Regions from separate parts of the Capsicum annuum genome. Here region 2 is linked to region 1. A link is a contact called in public Hi-C data. All regions are on one chromosome and are shown on one strand. Each heading gives the region's core, a stretch centred on a gene start, on an enhancer-like site or on the middle of the called end of the contact. The rest is flanking DNA. Distances are from core to core; before and after follow the strand shown. Region 1 overlaps LOC107855741 (AP-1 complex subunit mu-2). Region 2 holds the start of LOC107847094.

Region 1 (5,549 bases), core at 1,332-3,831:
ATTATAGTGTTCCAACTGCTAACCGTCTCTGGATGATGTATCTCCACACGATACAGGGGCCTGAGCTTATTCTTTTTTTCCTGCATAGTGATCAGGTGTTCGAGCGGTTCGTGTGTTGACATTGAAGTGGTGAACTTCCATACTACGGGAGGCATAAATTTCATGGTCCTTCTCCCTTATGTCATAGACTTGTTTTAAACTTGATTTTGGCTATTGTCGGGGGCATGTCCCGACATATTATTGACTTTGAATTTGTAGAGGCTTTGTGGATGACTATGGAATTGGGTACGTTGGTTAAGTATGTTGACATTAATGGATTGATTAGACACTTCTTAGGTTATGATTATTAGTCTTGGTTCCACTATCTTGTTATATGTTCGGGGTTCATATGACCCTTGTGGGTTGATGTGATGGCTAGGTTAGGTTAACAGGTGATCTCCGGTCCTTGTTGGGCTCGAGATGCCCATTACAACAAGTTCCCGGTTCCGGTCTGGTCAGTTTGACCCCTGTTAAAATGAGGTGTAACACATGTATATTTATTCTATATTTTCTTTGTACTCTGATTCTATTAGAAGCTCTATTACTAATTTCACCAGATTTTGGGAGTTGTATTCTATATTAGTCTATTATTTAGATTCATTTCTGCTATTTCCTTTTAATTCTCTTGATATTTCGTTACTAGCTATTTTGAATTATAAATTGACTTATCTATTAGTGGGTTATAGTAAGTGACATAATGACCTGAAAAATTGGGTTGTGTCATTAATACCATATAAATTTTAATAAAGAAAAGTAGTGAAAAGTTAATTTTATTCATTCAACAGCTAAACTTTAAATACAACACAATAATAATCTACAGCAAAATTAAGGAAACTAACTGTTTTGTATACTCCTACACGATAAGAGGAATCTTCTACATATTCTCAAAAAGACTTAACTATAGCAGTAACTAATGCTATTGATTATAAATTGAGATAATGATGCTTAATAATCGTATGGAAAGATATAATACAGTATTGAAAATTTCAATTCGATAATTTCAGTTTTTGATTTATAAAATTACAATGTTATTATTTTATCAAGTTAATTTAATATCACCCGATATTTTTAAGTTTGATTTCATACGTTGTACTATATGTTCATATTAGCACTTTACAGATGTAGAAATAGTTTTTGACTTATATATGTTCATATAATGGAGAATTATGATTTTAATATTTCAAAAATATCTTAATTATATCATATTAGCATTTTACAAATGTATAAACAGTTTTTTAAAAAAAAGTACAAGCAACCCCCTCTATTAATTAATTACACAAAAAAAAAATATTTCAACCAAGATAAATTAGTCAAAATTTCAGTAACCAAATTTATTTATACTAATACTAGTTTTTATATTTATTAGTATTATAATAATATATGTGACTTATATATGTAATTATATACTTCGGTATCATATTCAATATTTCGATGTTTTTATTACAAATATTAGATAACGTATTAAATACTAAAAATTTAAATTATGTACCAAATATCATAATACCGATTCGTGGTGTCAGAAATTTCAATTTTCATGTGAAGTTCAATATCTATCATGCCATGTCCACATCTCATAGTCAAGAATCCCATCATTGTATTGGGGTGGATCCAATTCATTGGCAGATGAAAAATCTCTCGTTTTATCACTCATAAAAAAAAAACTAGAAAAAAGGAAGAGTAGAAATCACTCTTTGGAGAATTTTACTGACCTCACATATAACATGGAGAATCTGGTTATAGGGATCATTTTTGCACATCTCATTACTTTATAGCAGTTATTGTTCTGATTCCAGAAGGCATAGCTCTCGTCTCAGCTTTTTCTTTGAAATTAAGGACTGTTCCAGTTTCCTACTCAGATAGTCAAATGGAGGGAGAATTAAACATATCTTGCAGATTTTTCTTTTGATTAATTCCCAAACTTTTTTCGAGCTTCTTCCAAAACATAGAGCTTTATGGATGTAGATGATGATATCTATAAAGATGGATCTCCTCTGGGTAAAGAGAGCTTCTATTTTGAGTTCGACAAAGTGAAAGAATCAATTTGATCATTCAAGTCGGATAGCATTTATCTCAACTAGGATCTGACCTACATAAATTTCTTTCTTCTCTTATGATATTGAACAAAAAGTCAATCATAATCAAAGGAAGAAATACAATAGAATAATCTACCATGCGCATTTTGATGACACTCATGAAGCTATAAAAATTGTGTCACTAAAAGTAAAATAAAATATTTAAATATCGAGCAAACAAATTTTAAATAGTACTCCCTCATTTCATATTACTTGATCTTTATTAACCTGATACGCACCTTAATTTTTTTTATATTTTATTAAACTAACTTTATTAATAATGTTTTGAAACTCTAACTTTAACTAGTATTACTTTATATAATTATTTAATACTAAAAAATATTAACCATCTTAATTTGGTAAATGACTAAGTGAAATGAAACAATTAATTTTTATATCAAACGAAGAGTAGTGCAACTGTTGAGGAAAACGCCGTAAGGATGAACGTTAATATTGCATGAGAATGTGTGTCAGCGTGGTAATGTTGACTTTTTCTCATTTAAGAAAAAAGTTGCCTAAACTTGACTGAAGGCATTGGTCGTGTTTCTTTTGTCATCGTCGGAGTAAAAGAATCAATAGGTGCTATTCCAATAAAAGAATCAATAGGTGCTATTCCAATCCCTTTTTATTTTGATCACACATTATGCTTCCATTTTGGTACGGTATTAGTTTTCCTTTTAAATTTCTGGTACTAGGTTGAGTTAGTTTGCCTTGCACTTTATTTGTCCCAGAGGCTTGATCATAGTGATCTCTATATCCATGATTATAATTGATCCAACAACAACAACATCGATTCATAACAAGATCCAAACTGTTACAAATATAGCTCAACGACTTCCTATAAGCAAAGGTGAAATGTTATCAACTTATCACCTTTCGAAGACCTTGAAATATAAAAAAGAAACTCCCACCATCAAATATATAACAACAAAATGCCAATGTTGTTAACATCAATCATTTGTTACGAGACCAAGACATACAAAGCAGTAGATAGTTGGGAATCTGCCTTGACGAAATATTTGATATGAGACTAATCGTTAAAAGCTATGATACAAGCAAATGAACACCATCACATGTAAGAGTCAAATACAATAAACAACAAAACTGGCCCCCAAAAATATGTTGCTATCCAGAGTGAACGAGCAGTTGCCTTTTGCGAAACGGGCTGAGAGTTTTAGAACTTGTTACTTGAGGCCTGCTAACAAACTCAATTGGCTGGAAACACCATCTGCGCTTGACCTTATACTAGTCTTAACTCATATTCACCAGCCATAGTAATATATCTCACCCATGGAAGAGCCTGATAGCCACTTTTCTCAATAATCTTCAAGTAGCGAACCTAGCATGCACCAAACAATACATATTGTTACAATGTTAAGCACACGCTATATCAGCTTACAGAACAGGAAAAAACAAAAATATACTTCAGTTTCCATATAAAAGACTCTCCCAACACTGAACAAATTGTGGTTGACAGTTTGATCAACAAACAGCATAGCCAGATTAGATCTGAAGAAAAGTTTGCCCACTAGAGATAGTTACTTCCTGTTCTATAGAAAGGCAGGTGGTGAACTCTCAGTGCCTAATTAGAATCCACATATTAGTCAGTATTGTTGGAGTCTTATAAACTCATCTCCACTTTTACAACAACAACATACCCAGTATATTCCCACATAGTGGGATCTGGGGAGGGTAGAGTGTACGCAGTCCATATCACTACCTCTAAAGAGGTAGAGAGGCTGTTTCCGATAGACCCCCAGCTCAAGGTAGAGAGGCTGTTTCCGATAAACTCATCTCCACTTTTAAATAATTTAAAGTTATTCAGCTGGTTAATTGCAGCACTACAGTGGATATTTGTACCATGAAAACAGACATGTTCATCCATGGGTAATTAGACTTCAATATACGCAGTTGTTGCACATGAAGAGATAACAATCAGCTATACATCGCCTCCACTAGTTCGTATTGCACACTGTCAAGCAATAATAACAGTAGCGACTAGCAAGGAAAATAACTTTAAAAAATGGAGTTTAACTAAAAGGACATTGTGTTCTGTTCTGCCAGTTCTAAGTTTCTTCCAATGTGAGTCTACAGCTGAACTGAACCAGTAACATCACCTCATTATCCCCAATATGCCTTTACATGTACAATAACCCTTAATTCCCAATACCATTTGAAGTGTTGAGCCTTAGTGTAATTGCCAGTTCGAATTCCTAATGCCATCCGACTCCCCTACTACCTTCCCAGCCTGAGAACCAATCAACTACATAGTGTTAACAGCTCATCCGAAACTCATAGTGGTTTTTTAATATGATAGACCAAGCAAGGATATCAACATGGGCCTAGAGAAGTAGAGATTACAGAAATCAAGGGAAAAAAGACTTGGAAGTCTACGACAAAGTAAAACCAATCTTTTTGACAGTTAGTACAACTAATGCCTTTAATGGCTTACCTGTATACCCGAAACTGTAAAATAAGGTATTTCAAATTTTACACGTATAGGAGCTTTTCTCTCAGGAACTGATTCTTCTGCTGTAATACTGGGAAGAGTAAACTCCGCTCTCAACATATATTCCTGAAAAAGAAATGGCAACACATATAGGCAAGTGCAATGAGAGAACAAACAAAAACTATGAGTTAAATCCTCAACTTCTTTTTTCGATCAGGGGAGTTAAATCCTCAACAATGATCAAGTCTACACTAACCTTACCACCTGGGAAAGATTTTATTTTCCAAATCAGTGCATCTTTTTCAGGTGCATAAGTAGATGATCCCATTGATGTTCGGACATTTGGATTTGTAGCATCCGTTGCCACGGGTAACTCAATTTCAACATTAGTTGCAGTACTGAAATTATCGAAGAAACTCGTAAATTGGATATGGAAAACTTTGTCATAACGTAATGCATGCAATCTGTGAGAAATAATATAAGATAAAAATATTATTGAATTGTTGTAACTACATTATTACATTGGGGCCCTATTTATAGACAATACATTCCAATCCTTTTCCTAATAGGACACTACATTACAATCCTTTTCCAAGTAGGATTTTATATGTTATTCCTATTCCTACTCATATTCTAACACTCCCCCTCAAGCTGGTGCATAGAAGACATATGTACCAAGCTTGTTATGGATGTAACTAATATGAGAATCGGTGAGGGACTTGGTGAAGCTATCTGCAAGAAAACTGATAAGGACTGCTTTGGACGTATGGGAGACCTCAATTGAAACGGAACAAACTGAAAAAAATGATCCGAAAAGTAGTAAATATTGTCGTAAGGTCGATGTGTCGCTGGAAAATTGTCGAAAACTGGTATAAAATATACGGGTCATCTCGAAATCAAGAGACGAGTAGATCTTGAACATGAAAGTCACCGGAAACTTAGCCGAAACATGCTCACACGCCGGATTATTAGATTTGATGGCTGAAAAG
Region 2 (5,549 bases), core at 2,065-4,564, 310 kb before region 1:
TGTCACGAAATATAATTTTCTTAAATTTTAAAATTAATCAAATCAAAGTTTTGTTTGTTCAATATATTGTTTGTTTTCTATTTCTTTTGATTTGTTTCATTTGGGTTGTGCTTATATTCTTAAATATTTGCTCCTTTATCTTTCAAGAATAATTTGAACAATTTTTTTTCTATTATGCCTTTGTTCAATAAATGTTAGTAAAATTTAATTTGGGTTATATTAGTAAAATTACTTTTAATTTTATAGGAGTAAGAAATTTATTAAGATGTTTGTCTAACCCAAATAAAGCAAATAAAAGGAATGGGAGAAGTATGACATAATACATAAATCATCCTGCATGTAAAATTTCTTTAAACCAACATGCAAATAACATAATTTTTTTAATCCCTTAAATAAAAATTTTAACTCCACCAATATTAATTTAATAGATAATTTTCAACTATCGATACTGTATCTTTAGTAATTTTATATTATTTCATTATGAAAATGAATATATGATATATTTATATGGGTACAAAGAATCTCTTATTTTCTTAATGTAAATATGATAGTTAATTTTATTTATATTGTATATTGGATAAAAAGACTATATTTTAAGAAAATACTGCTTTTAATATTTTATAAAAAATATTAATATACCGACACTTATAATTTTAATTTATCCTCTTATATAATTTTGTAAATAATATTTAAAAATAAAAATATTAAATTAGTTATTTAATTCAAGAAAATGTGTTTAACTTGAAGTTAAAAATAAGGATTAAAGCATATTATATTTTAATTAGAGAAATTTAAATAAGTTGTAATCTATTATTTAATTTCATAAAAATAAAAAATATAGTTTTTTAAAAGTGTGATCTCTATTATCGTTTTCTATCTTGTTATTTAAAATATTAATATATTTTTTTGGATTAATTAATTAAATATCAATAAATATATTTAAAACTGTAATTTTAGGCCCGTAAAATAGACCCTTCATTATCTAGTAGAAGCTATATATAGAAATGAAAAAAAAAAGGAAAAAAACTTAACGAAATAAGGCAAAAATAAAAAGATAAAAATAAGAAGAAAAAACCAAAAAGAAAAAAAGGGAAAAATACGAAAAAGACAAAAATGAGAAAAAATACAAAAAAAAAATGAAAATAAAATAAATTTAAAAAGAAAAAGATACAAATGAAAAAACATAGAAAAAGAAAAAAAACGAAGAAAGAGAAATAGAAGTAAGAGATAGAAGAAAGAAAAAAAACTAAAAGAAAGAATCGAAAAAAGAAAAAGAGAAAACAAAAATAGAAAAAAAATCTAAAAGTAAAAAAAATGAAAAAGAAAGATGATGAATGCAAACTAATGAGCGATTATGATATATCCGTCATCATCGTGACTTGTATAGGAGTAATTGTATTTTCGAAAATATAAAATATAAAATACAACAAAAAAAAGAAAAAATGAAAAAAACAAAACAAAAAGAGGAAAATAAAAAGGAATAAAAAGAAAAAAGAAAAGAAAAGTAGAGGTTAGAGATAGAAGAGAGGAAAAAAAGAAACAAAAAAAATAAAACGAAAAAAGAAAGGCTATACATTGTAATTTTAAAATTTGGGCTAGAAATACTTCCATTTTGTTGAACCCTAGGCTATTTTTATAAGTCCCTCTTTTAAATATGCTTGAAGTATTATTTATAATACTTTTTCTGTAATTTTTAAAAGTGTAAATTTTATTTTAAAAAGAGTTGAAGATTTTATGTTTGAATTCACACGGAACATTATTTATTTTGGTCCACTACTGCAAATCAAGCCAAGCAAATTGAAAGTGTGTAATACTCATATTTTCTTGACAAATAAGAGACAATTTAGCATGTATGAAGATCCAGCAAAAAAAAAAAAGAAGACCAAGCAGTTTCAATGATCTTGTAACTGCATTACATTCGTTTAAATTTGAACTCCTTTGTAATTATCGCCAAGCAGTACATTAACCGAGAAGAAGTTCACTGTGGACATTGCGCAACGGACAAGGCAACGGACATAAACTTAAGGTAACGGCCAACAACTTTATTGAGGGGCGAAAACTTGATCCCAAATTGTTCCAATGCATCAGCACAATCAGTGTGCAAAGATGCTAAATTAGTGAGCATTGTTCCTGGATCATTCTTAGTGAGTGCCTTCATGGCTTCTTTAAGATCACTTACTGCACTATCCATAGCCTCTTTACATGTATTTTGAATTGATATTTTTGATTGTGGTTCAATCCCTGTGATTTGTGGAAGAATGTTGGTGGTCACATTTTGAATCCTGCATGTAAAGGTGGTAAAATAATTAACTCATAAAATCATAACACGTACAATGCGCTTAAGGTTTGGGTGTTTTAATGACCCACCCATTTTTTAATTTAAAATTGCAATGATATATGTAGTCCAAATTGAATTTTTAGAAACTGTCTAAATATTTTAAAGAAAATTTTTTACTATATGTGACCATGAGATTACAAGTTCAAGCTTTCAAAATAGCTCTTTATAGAAATATAAAGTCAGATTGCATATAATAGATTCTTGTGGTTTTATTCTTCCCCACACCAGTGCATAATAAAAACTTTATTGCACTGAACTAACCTTTTTAACAAATCCCTCAAAAAAGATTCCACTAAGTGATTAAATAAATTTTAAGAAAACAAACAAAGAATTAAACCAAGAATTTAAACTTAGTAAAGTCGAACACCCAATCGCTCAAATTTTAGCCTATTTTAACCCATATGATTTCTGGATAGGTCAGCGCAACCCCCTCCTCCCTCCCAACCAATTGATACCCCTGCCTACCTGTATGAAATTTGTGTACATGCGTTTATGCTCTTAACCATTGCTTCGTTCCAATTTGCTGCCCCATTGACAACCCTGTTGCACAAATTTGGTATAGTGCAAGTCTTGCAATATGGGCTCACCGGAACTTCGCTATGAGCCTCGCTCCTCTTTGTGAGGACAAGAATGATAGCCATGGTTAATAATGAACAGCAATTCAATTTTCGTGAAGTCATGGTTTTCATATTTTTCTCAGAGAAATTGTTTTGTTTTTTTCCTTTCTCTGGACCTGCTGGAATTGGGATGTAAAAGTTTGAAAAAAAAAAAATTAAATTGAGATGTAAACACAAGAAAGTTTTTTTCAATGTTTATATATGTGAGTAATAATCGCATTGTAAGAGCCAATAAAATCTAGAGGTTCTACATGTTCGTAGAACTGACGGTTCTCTTATGCAGTTAAGATTTTCATTACTAAAAAAAATAGATGTAAGATTTTTATTTTTATTTTTTAATTTTTAAAAGAGAAGCTACAAAAGAAGAAAAGGACCAATTATCTATTTTAAGCAATACCCTTCATGAGGGAAAAGAGGTTTACCCTCCATTTCTTATGTTAGCTTGGTGCTAGAACTGTTGCCCTGTCGATCTGTTAGTTAGAGGGTTAACTTCACCCAATCCACCATAATAATAAAGTCAGACAAATAGTATAAATACCATAAATCTAACCATTTTGAAAGTAATTACATTCTTTGAAAGTAATTACATCCTTTTCTATTTTTTAAATTACTTTACTCTCTCTCTCCTTTTATTAATATACATAACATAGTCTACATATATATAACATTCTGTGTATATATTGAGATTTTTATAATATGTTTAGGGAGTTTGAATTTTTTGTAATATTAGAAACATAAGTTGTGTATTTGTGTAATTTTTTATATAAATAACATAAATACCAATCCTTTTGAAAGTAATTACATCCTTTCTCATTTTTTAAATTATTTTTCTCTCTCCCCTTATTAATATACATAATATAGTCGACATATACATAACATTGTGTGTATATGTTGAAATTTTTGTAATATGTTTAGGGAGTTGAGATTTTCTGTAATATTGGAAACATAAGTTGTGTAATTTTTAGATAGTTTGTATAAATAATATATTACAATAGAACTACCAAATTTTGTTTAATGTATAATGTCGCTAGACTTTAATATAAAACATGTGACTCTATTGTGGTGAAGTTTCCCGACTTTAATATTTACAGTAATACTAGTTCTGAAATACATGTGTTGCACGCGTTACCAAGCTAATTAGCATAAATACTTTTGGAATATTATGCTAAGTGTGCGATGAATTGATCGAAAATTGAAGATACAAGCTCAGATCCGATGAATGTCGACTCCACTCAACTCAAGCGATATACAAAACTTTTTTTTTTTTTAAAATTCAAATATATTAAGTTTCTGTCCCATTCCTTTCAAAAATGTGTATTACATTTATTATGTCAGATCCAAACTACCGGATCGTGAGAACACCTATTTTAATCCACCTAAATAGGAGAATCCCTTGCCACCCTTTATTAAAATAAGTGAAAGTCCAACAAGTAACAAAATACCAATTTATTATTACAACAGATTTTACGAATATACATACGTGCATAAAGATACAAACTACCCAAGGACCTAGTCTAAACAAGTATAAGAGATTCTAAATGAAAAATGATAAAAATTGGACACATCCTCCATCATGAATGAGAGGATTATAAGTTGCTGATGAGAGGATCACTATCTGCGTCAATCATGAAACCAACACTGATTCCCAGAAAAGACTACACCCCAAAAAAGGTATAGCAAGAGTAGCATCAGTATAACCACACATACTAATAAGACTCATCGGTCGAACCAAATTGAATAATCCAAACATAACATAAATATTCAAAAGAAATTATGTATCTTAACATTGACATCACCTAATTCATCATCGCCCTATTCCCATTCCCCGTGTTGTTCACCATTAAACTACTATATCTTTTCGGGTCCCCAGCTCATCTGCTTTCCTTATTTGACAATTGACAATTATCTAACCTTACTTTTCCCACCTCAAGAACTAACCAGTTTCCCTGCTAAGCCCTTTAGTTAAGAACCCTGAGGTACCACTCTTACCCTTACGACTTCACTCTTTTAGATCCATAATAAGTTAACCATACTCTGTGATCATGAACTTGCACCAAGGCTCATATAAGACCCCACCTAAACACCTCTAAAGATAACCCACTCGGGCATGCTAAGACCAACCACAAGACATTAATTCATTAACCCAGACTATAACTGATGACTTAGACTACCTTAGTACAACAAGTGATACTCAGATAACACATAGAACCTTAACAATAGCCAAAAAAGTCAACAAGAATTATCAGTCAAGTCAAATCAAGTCAACCACCAAAATATAACAACATATGTAATACCTAGGCCACTTATGAAATTGTTAAACTCACTTGTACCTTGTACATACACGCTAAGGGTTTTATGGCCACCTACTGGTCATGACATGTAGGGGACAGTTCCGTCTATGTACTCAATCCCAGACATAAATATCTGCCAACTTTATTCCACCAAAATCTTGTGGGAATACCCAAATACTAGAACATTGAATAATCAATAATGGAATATAAGAAAATTACATCACACGAAGATAGTAACCAACACTTGTAACATTCATAGGCTTTACATATAAATTTAATGAAATGTGACCCTACCTAATAGCG

Evidence for each region. Hi-C and Micro-C count contacts between places; a contact is called where the count stands out from the background.
Region 2: a contact with region 1 is called in a Hi-C map of leaf, with 2.5 times the contacts expected there. The contact joins the promoter of LOC107847094 here to the enhancer-like site in region 1. A contact is called at or near these places in 2 of 5 Hi-C or Micro-C datasets (leaf and placenta).

Annotation. Positions count from the first base shown.
Region 1 is chr11:110,565,018-110,570,566 of UCD10Xv1.1, reverse strand. LOC107855741 (AP-1 complex subunit mu-2) reads right to left here. Exons shown (of 11, transcript XM_016700750.2): 9 at 4,817-4,958; 10 at 4,564-4,686; 11 at 3,005-3,450. The coding sequence ends at 3,352. Among protein-coding and RNA genes, the nearest start is that of LOC107855741, 13 kb to the right of the region's middle. Within about 2 kb of position 2,581, at least 4 of the 5 cell types and tissues checked have an H3K27ac peak or open chromatin away from gene starts, as enhancers often do. A contact at or near this core is called in leaf, where this site is marked.
Region 2 is chr11:110,879,089-110,884,637 of UCD10Xv1.1, reverse strand. It overlaps LOC107847094, which reads right to left and starts at 3,314. Exons shown (of 2, transcript XM_016691336.2): 1 at 2,804-3,314; 2 at 1,798-2,282. The coding sequence starts at 3,027. The coding sequence ends at 1,979.